Linked DNA regions of Mus musculus: region 2 is linked to region 1. The links are chromatin contacts, called in public promoter capture Hi-C maps. All regions are on one chromosome and are shown on one strand. The core of a region is the stretch at or near the end of the contact, and the rest is flanking DNA. Distances in the headings are between cores, read along the strand shown.

The links. Capture Hi-C pulls out chosen DNA fragments and counts their contacts.
Region 2: a promoter capture Hi-C map of liver shows a contact between it and region 1. The contact joins two enhancer-like sites. A contact is called at or near these places in 2 of 9 other capture datasets (adipose tissue and liver).

Annotation. Positions count from the first base shown.
Region 1 is chr1:58,943,297-58,947,698 of GRCm38.p6, forward strand. It overlaps Trak2 (trafficking protein, kinesin binding 2), which reads right to left. Exons shown (of 16, transcript NM_172406.3): 2 at 2,951-3,239. The coding sequence starts at 3,041. Among named protein-coding and RNA genes, the nearest start is that of Trak2, 28 kb to the right of the region's middle. Within about 2 kb of position 2,900, at least 24 of the 459 cell types and tissues checked have an H3K27ac peak or open chromatin away from gene starts, as enhancers often do. A contact at or near this core is called in liver, where this site is marked.
Region 2 is chr1:59,172,940-59,177,504 of GRCm38.p6, forward strand. It overlaps Als2 (alsin Rho guanine nucleotide exchange factor), which reads right to left. Exons shown (of 34, transcript NM_028717.6): 26 at 1,985-2,102; 27 at 217-374. Among named protein-coding and RNA genes, the nearest start is that of Mpp4, 14 kb to the left of the region's middle. Within about 2 kb of position 2,287, at least 8 of the 459 cell types and tissues checked have an H3K27ac peak or open chromatin away from gene starts, as enhancers often do. A contact at or near this core is called in liver, where this site is marked.

The DNA.
Region 1 (4,402 bases), core at 1,650-4,149:
TTAGTAGTGTAGCGAATTTCCTCATGGACTACACTTTCTACCTCCCCTCTAGGAGCCTGTTTTGCTTTGAGTCTGGTTACAGGTCTAGAAGAAACTATTGGTGGGCCTTGAGAAACATCAGTAGTGAAAGTCATTGCTGGTTTATCAGACTCTGCAAAATTAATTTCCTCATGTGGGGAAGGCATTATTTCAAGGGGTGGGGCTGAGAGTACTACTTCCTCAGGTGGGGCAAACCCTTGAGAATCTGAAGATTCAAAATTCTCAGCTTCAACATGGTCTTCCCACACATCCCCGTCCCATGTTATAGGATCCCATTCTTTGCCAATTAGAGCCCTTACTTTAACTGTCGACACACTCTGAGGCTGAGACTTGAATTTTCGCTGTAGTTCAGCCAACCTTACAATGAGAGTTTCCGTTTGATTTTCTGCAACTTGAGCTCTATTGCTACAAGAGAGAAGATTCTCTTCAAGGACACACTTAGCAACTTTTAGATCGTTTACTTGTGTCTGGAGCCTTTCGATTTTATCACACAACTTCTTCCTTTCATTCATCATTTTTTCCACAGATACTAAGAGCAGCCAGCCAGTAAAATCATTTTCCGATTTTTTCCCCATCTTGTAGAAAGCTTTGTGCACTGAATCACGTAATTCATTAAGAAAATCAAGGGCATTAGCTTCTTTAAGTTCGAAATATAGTTTCAACCATGGGTCTTCAAAATTCTCTTGAGCTCCCAGGAGGGAGAGAATCTGGAGAGGTTCCAATAGTTGAAAGTGCTGGTGGATCAACAAGCCAATTCCAGTATTTTAAAAGATTCATCCTGTACTTCTGTTATTCTAGAACCACTTCTGGTACCAACTTCGGTATTAGTCAGGGTTCTCTAGAGTCACAGAACTTATGGATAGTCTCTAGATAGTAAAGGAATTTATTGATGACTTACAGTTGGCAGCCCAATTCCCAACAATGGTTCAGTCACAGCTGTGAATGGAAGTCCAAGGATCTAGCAGTTACTCAGTCTCACACAGCAAGCAGGCGAAGGAGCAAGAGCTAGAGCTAGACTCCCTTCTTCCAATGTCCTTATATTGTCTCCAGCAGAAGGTGTAGCCCAGATTAAAGGTGTGTTCCACCACACCCTTAATCCCAGATGAAAAGGTGTAGCCCAGATTAAAGGTGTGTTCCTTAAACTTGGAGATTCAATCTTCTGGAATCCATAGCCACTATGGCTCAAGATCTCCAAACCAAGATCCAGATAAGGATCTCCAAGCCTCCAGATAAGGGTCACTGGTGAGCCTTCCAATTCCGGATTGTAGTTCATTCCAAATATTGTCAAGTTGACAACCAGGAATAGCCACTACACCATGTAAAGCAGATGAGACACAGTCCTGGAATAAGATTCTTATCGCCAGATGATTTCTCAACACAAAATTAAACTAAGGAAAATCCCTTATATAGAATATATCAAGATCACATAATTCAACAGGATTTCACATAATTCATATGATTTTTGCATAGACTGCATGAATTTTTAAATGGCCAATAACTGCATATGAAAGCACACTCAGTGTTATTAGTCATCAAGGAAACTAAAGTCCCCAAAGAAGCTACAGTGCAGATTACAGAAATGGTTCAAAGCAATGGACTGACCTTACCAAGTGATCATGGTGTGGGGCAGCAGCCAGCAGGGCAGAACCTACAGCCTTTGCTGGTCTTAAAGACAAGTTTGATCAGAACACGATCATATTCATTCTTTCATGGTTAATCTATGACTGCTTTTCTGTTACAATAGCAAAGAAGGTTAAAAAATAATAATTTTAAAAGCACAAATTAAAAAATCTTGTGGGCATGGTGACACATGCTTTTTTTGTTGTTTGTTTTTTTCAAGACAGGATTTCTCTGTGTAGTCCTGGCTGTCCTGGAACTCACTCTGTAGACCAGGCTGGCCTTGCACTCAGAAATCCGCCTGCCTCTGCCTCCCAAGCACAGGGATCAAAGGCGTGCACCACCACTGCCTAGCCGACACATGCTTTAATCCCAGCAATTAGGAAGCTGAGACAGGCAGGTCTCTGTGAGTTCAAGGGGTACAAAGAGAAGTACTATCTGGAAAAACCAAAGAAAGGAGAGAGAGAGAGAGAGAGAGAGAGAGAGAGAGAGAGAGAGAGAGAGAAAGAGAGAGAGAGAGAGAGCTATGTTTGGGTCAATCAGTAGATATGTTTGGGTTAATCAGTAGAGGCTGAGAAATTGTTTTGAGATTGTTTGAACCTTGAAGAAATGTTGTCTCTCTAGAGAATCTGTACTAGGTGCTACGTGAGAGTGTGCAGCTAGAACCAACCTTGGTCCTAGGGTACTCCTGGCAAACCTGTGGTTCTTACTTTGTTTATGGCTAGCCAATGACTGAGATCTGTGTGCGCTGTCTGCTCTCAGGGACAGCAAGGGCAAGATAACTTTGGTAGCTGGAACCTTTCCCAGCCTCAAGTAACCTTGTATAATGTTTGAATAAAGTAACTAGAGTGAGCTGGCTGAGTGTCAGTCTTTTCCAAGAAGGCTGAACCCCTCTGCTCCTTTGGAAAATGAAGTCTGGTCCTTATGGCAGCACAGCAAGCTCTCTTATGTTCTTTTATTTATTTATTTTTAAAATTATTTATTCTTGCAGATATAACATCAAGGGCCTACAACTTTGTCTTCCAAATCCACAAGTCAGTGAGCTAGCTTACAAGTCCTGCTCACAGGGGTTCAGTGGATATATGGGAGGCAGGCACAAAGAACTGCACAGAAGGCAGACTTTGCTAATGTGAGAGGAGACAAGGATGAACTGACTTAAGTCACTCTGTCTCAGGGTCACCAGGCTGCATAGGGAGGCTGGGGTTTCATCACAGCAGGTCATGCAGATCAGACTGAGGAATTTGCACTTTGTCCGGTAGGAAATAACACTTCAACATTATCAAAGTGAACTCACCAGTGATGCTCTCCGAGTCTCTATGATTGCTACTCATGAGGTTTGCTTCACCTGTTCGTGATTTGAAAATGGCATTCTGGGATTGACTCATGCAGAATCCTTTCCTGCTTTGGTTGAAAGGGGCAGCTTTCGTATGAATCGCAGGAAAGGAAATCCATTAAGCCATTTAGTAAAGAAATGGGCGTGGTCATATGGATATTTTCTTTAGAACAGATTTTCTGCGATGAGTCAGGTGACATCTGCAGCTGTAAGTGCTCTCATGTGGTTACCAATCCTGGACAGTCATGGCCTAAAACAAAGAACAGAGAGGGTGGTCAGAATTCAGCATGCTCTTTAATAACAGGACTCTAATCACCTGCCATTAAAAATGTTTTTCTAAGACATACACAACAACATGAGTAAACCTCAATGCAATTAGGGTGGGTCAAAAAAAGAAAGAAAAGAAAAAAAGTCAGCTCATGGTTTATGATTGCATTTTTGTAAGACTTCTAGGAAAAAACTCCGCCACCACCAATATATCTACAATGTCAAAGAGCAGATAACTGGCTGGGTGAGGGAAGGACTTGGGCACAGGAGAAGAGTTTGGGAACGACACATGTAGCCCGAGTGATGGCTTCAAACGTGCATGAATGATGCCAAGTGTAATCCAATTCCACAGCTGAAGCATGATGTCAGCACTCTTTACTGCAGTGCCCTATCATGGAGAACTGCAATGCAGTGCTGCAGCGCACAGGCCTGGAGGCACATGGAGGCACATGCATGCCAGGCCTTTATGCTGTATGTAGAACAGTGAAACGCTACTTGAAGGCAAACTGCGACGGAGGAACCATGTACACGACAATCCAAAAACAAATAATGTAATAACTTAAGAACTGTAGATAATAACCAATAAAAGAGACGAAATGGAGTAAGTTGTTCAGCTCTGGCCACTGCTGGCATTTGTGTCATTTGTGTGGCCCACACTGAATGAACCTTAACAACACTTGCCCTGTCCTGACTAGATGCTAGCAGAATCTCCTTTCTAGGCCTTCTCCTAGATGCAACAGGTAAAATGTCTCCAGACACTGCCAGATGTCCCTGGAGGCAAAACTACTCCTGGTGGAGATCCACTGATAAAAAAGAAATTCAACATCACTCAAAATATTTATCTGCTGGACCATGAAACTTAGCTAAGCTTTACTCACTATTGGATAGACAGGGCCTAGAGAAAAGGCTGATTCAAAGCTCTACCGATAACAGTATAAATTGCTATAAGGTTTTAGAAAGGCTTTCCCAATGTCTACCAAGCTTTCGATGCACAGGAACTGCAACTCAACAATTCTACCAACAGAATTTATACACTGTAGATATTCACAAAGCATGCCCGACATAGGGACAAGAATACCCACACAGTACTGACTTAAGTATTTTGTTTTCAGAAGCACACATACAAGTGGAATGACCATAATGATA
Region 2 (4,565 bases), core at 1,037-3,536, 230 kb after region 1:
AGCCTTCAGTTATATGAGGTAGTAAATATCACATGAACAATTAAAAATGCACTTCCATTATTTAGTCTCTTTATGGATCTGTAGCATAAAGCTTTTTTTAGATGAGTACTTCCTATGATAGAGGGGGACACTCAAGTACCTCACAAGGCTGCAACATCTAGACTCCGGTTGAAGATGCCACAGACCACTCTGCAGCTTTCAGTGTAACGATCTTACCTCACAAGCTGGAAAATCCTCTTGAGATAAGATTTAATCTCCTTCACAGCTTCCTGCAGTAACCGGCGGTTGGCCCCTACACCCACATATGTCATTCTATACACCGCAACCAGGGTCTCCACAAGCCTGCCCAGTGGGTGCAGAGGAGTATCACAGGCCTGAGACCAGAAACAAGGAACATGATCAGTAGGCAGTAAGAGCAGTCCCTAAAAAACCATTTCCCCAGTGTCAGGAAAAGTCAGATTCCTTAACTTCCACATCTTTAGTCTACCTGGTGTAAGGCGCTAGCGTTGGGGATACTTGTTGTTTTGAGACAGGTCTCACTGTACAACAGCAGAAGCAACGTCAGGACTTGCTTTTCTTCAAGGCAACATTCCATATACATCCTACAACAGGTTTTATTTTTGCTTTCCTTTTTATATATTTTAAAGGTTTTTTAAAAATTATCAGTGTGATTGCATGCAGCTGCCTCAGAAGCCCAGGACAGCCGTTGCCAGCAGTTGCAGGGTCCTCTGCTCTCACCTGTTGAGCCAGCTCTCCAGCATCTATTCTTTCTTTCATTGTTGTTTGTTTTGGAAATAGAGTTCTGGTACGTGGCTTAGGTTGGCCTCAAATTTGTGATTGATCCTCCTGTCTTAGCCTCTCAAGGGCTGAACTTACAGAAATGTGCCAGGCTGACTTTTGTTAGGTTGGAAATGTTAAAATCTTTCTGGTGATGATACTTGTCTTAGTCAGGGTTTCTATTCCTGCACAAACATCATGACCAAGAAGCAAGTTGGGGAGGAAAGGGTTTATTCAGCTTACACTTCCATACTGCTGTTCATCACCAAGGAAGTCAGGACTGGAACTCAAACATGTCAGGGAGCAGGAGCTGATGCAGAGGCCATGGAGGGATGTTCTTTACTGGCTTGCCTCCCCTGGCTTGCTCAGCCTGCTCTCTTACAGAACCCAAGACTACCAGCCCAGAGATGGTCCCACCCACAAGGGGCCTTTCCCCCTTGATCACTAATTGAGAAAATGCCTGACAGTTGGATCTCATGGAGGCATTTCCTCAACTGAAGCTCCTTTCTCTGTGATAACTCCAGCTGTGTCAAGTTGACACAAAACTAGCCAGTACAATACTCTACATCAGAAATTCCACTTTGTCCTTTTTTATGGCTCAGGTTTTCTACTGCAGAAGAGTTAGCAATGGTGTTGTTTACAGAGGAGGATTATGGCTAACAATATTGCACAGCTCAAAACAGATAGAAGAAAGGACTTTGTTTTCATCACAAGGATACCTAAGTATCCTGAATTGATCGATATATAATATATAAATGTACCAGAATATTATACTGTTTCCTATAAAATGTAATTATTATCTATCAATAAGAAGAAAATAAATTAGAGCTTAGTGGCTAGAACCTATAATCTCTGCATTTGGGAGGCTCAGGCAGGAGGATTGCCCTGAGCTCAAGGCCAATCTGGGATACACAGTGAGACCCATTTAAAAAAAAAAAAATCAAAGATTTAGCAAACAAAACAGAGAAAGTAAAACCAATATTAGGTTAACCTTTGAATGATGACCTTGTTTGTTTTGGAGAGTCTGGGGGGGGGGGAGGGAAGGAAGAGTAGGGATAAGACACGGTTTCAAGTTGCTCAGCCTAACTACATATTTTTTAGCAGATGGCCTAGACCCTTCCATGTGCTGAAACTTCAGGTGTACATGACCACACCCAGCTGTCTGATCGTTTCATTCACAAAGCCGATGTCACTTTGACTTGTTTACCTTTATTAAATACTTCTTGATGTCATCATATTTCTCCACAGAGAAGGCGCCAATGTGCTGGGGAATGTACTCCAAACTCTCCAGGGTCTGAGTCTGAGAGCGGCTTAGTATTTCTGGACTGTGAAGAGGAAGCAGAAAGGCCAGCTTTTCATGTGAGAAAGCACACGTCAAACCGTCAGCAGCTGAGGGGGAGGGGGAGGGTCTGACACAGACCCACCTTGCTCACCGTGAGCACCCACTGACCTAGCCCAGGCCTAACACGTTCAGCAACAGCAGCTGACCTCAAGTTACACAAGTCACTCAAAATGGTATTGGCTGACCTGCTACAAGAGTTTACATTCACCTAGCACAGCCTGATGTACTCTACATGCCTGACCTGCTACTCAAATGCAAATGAAAAGTGGCATAAAAACGGATTTCTAGAAAATCAAATGTAGCAGCTATACACAAAGATCAAAGCAAGCACTTCTGCATGGTTTAAAATTTTTAGGTATATTTTGTTTTCAAATGTTTTGCCTGAAAAAATATGTGTGCATGCATATGTTTGTGTGTATACACACACACACACACACACACACACGTATATATCTATACACACATATGTATGCATGCACCATATGTGTGCACATGACCACAGATGCCAGAAGTGATCCCTATCCCTGAGGAGTGGAGTCATAGACTGTAAGAGCCACCATGTGGGTGCTGGAAATTAAACCTGGGACCTCTACGAGAGCAGCCTCTTGTGTAGGCTCTGAGGCTGTTGTAAACCTCGGTCCTCTCTCTAGGCACCCTTCTTGGTATTTTAGCAGTAGAAACAGAGCTGACACCTACCTGCAAGCATACTTAGGACTATTTCAGGGAAATTCCATTAAAATGCTTAGCAAAGCTAGGAAAGGTGAAGACAGTTGGATGGAGAAAAGGATAAAAGCTAAAGGAGAAAGGTGAGCAGGAAGTCCACCTGTAATTTTCTTTTAGTGCTTTGGAAATGTTGGGCCATTTCTCCCTGGGCTGCAGGCTCTTGCTTACACGCTGCACACACTCACTCACTGGGGGGCTCTGCGTGTAGTGCACACTTTTCTAGACACTGAACCCACTTAGCTCCTGAGCTTAGATGTTTATCTTTTACCAAACCTTGAGCCTTTCTCAACCATTACGGTCTCAAAAACTCCCACTCCTTATCATTATTATTTCTCCTGTTCTAGAATTCTGGTGGGCTTTTTAATCCTCTGGAAGTACATGCAGTGGTCTTACCACTGAGCCATCTCTCCGGTTCTTTTCTTCTAGAATATTTTAGACATTTAAGCCCATCAGTTCTCCAGGCTCTGCATTCATTCCCACCCCACCTGAGTTTTTGCTGTGTTTCTTCAGACCATTCCGACTGACCCCCAAGTTCACTGTCTCCTCCATTAGCACCTCAGTCTGCTTCTGTGCCCAGCTGAAGTCTTTAAGGGACTGTACTCTGGCAATCTAAAACTTGAATTTGGTTCTTCTTATAGAACCCACTCACTCCCACTTCTTGGCCCCGGCGTTCCCCTGTACTGGGGCATATAAAGTTTGCAAGACCAAGGGGCCTCTCTTCCCAGTGATGGCCGACTAGGCCATCTTCTGCTACATATGCAGCTAGAGACAGGAACTCTGGGGGGGGTACTGGTTAGTTCTGCTTCTTTGATGGTAATCTTTTTTTAAAAAAAGATTTATTTATTATTATATTTAAGTATACTATAGCTGTCTTCAGATACACCAGAAGAGGGCGATCTTATACATATGATCTCATTATGGATGGTTGTGAGCCACCATGTGGTTGCTGGGATTTAAACTCAGGACCTTAGGAAGAGCAGTCAGTGCTCTTAACCACTGAGCCATCTCTCCCACCTGGTAATTCAATTTAACACCTATTTCAAGGATGACTTTGGCTGCTCATCAGAGCACTTCTGCCATCATTGTGTTAAAGTTTATGCTAGCTAACTCCAACATTAGCCACCTCTTGTCCATGCTGGAACATCCATTTCCCAATGAGTTAAGCCATCTTTCCAGAACAGTATTTTGGCCTTTAAGCAAGCAACCTCAGCAATAAAACTATGAGTGCCATGGCAGTGAAGCAATTTCATTGTTTTTACTTAGAAAGACTCAAACGATTGACTGGGCTAGAGAAATGGCTCAGGGGTTAAGAGTGTGCACCACTCTTGCTAAGGTTCTGGGCTAGGTTCCCAGCACCCATACAGGTTGCTAACAACTGCCTGTAACTCTAGCTCCAGGGCATCCAAAGTCCCTAGCCTCCATAGGCACATGCATTCACTTACACACACACACACACACACACACACACACAGACACAAAACTAAAAATAAATCTTACCAAAAAAAAAAAAAAGCCCAAAATATTGAGGAAATAAATGTAGCTCAGACCAAATTCAGACTAAAGATCAAAACCACTCTTCGATGTAAGGAACCCATGACCTGTGCACAGCCCTTGCTTGCACTCTCAGAACACATTCTGTGCATCCATTCTGTTGAATGTAGTAAAGTTTCTTCATAAGTAACCTAGAGAGTCTCTAGATGCCTAAGTGAATAATCTGAGAATA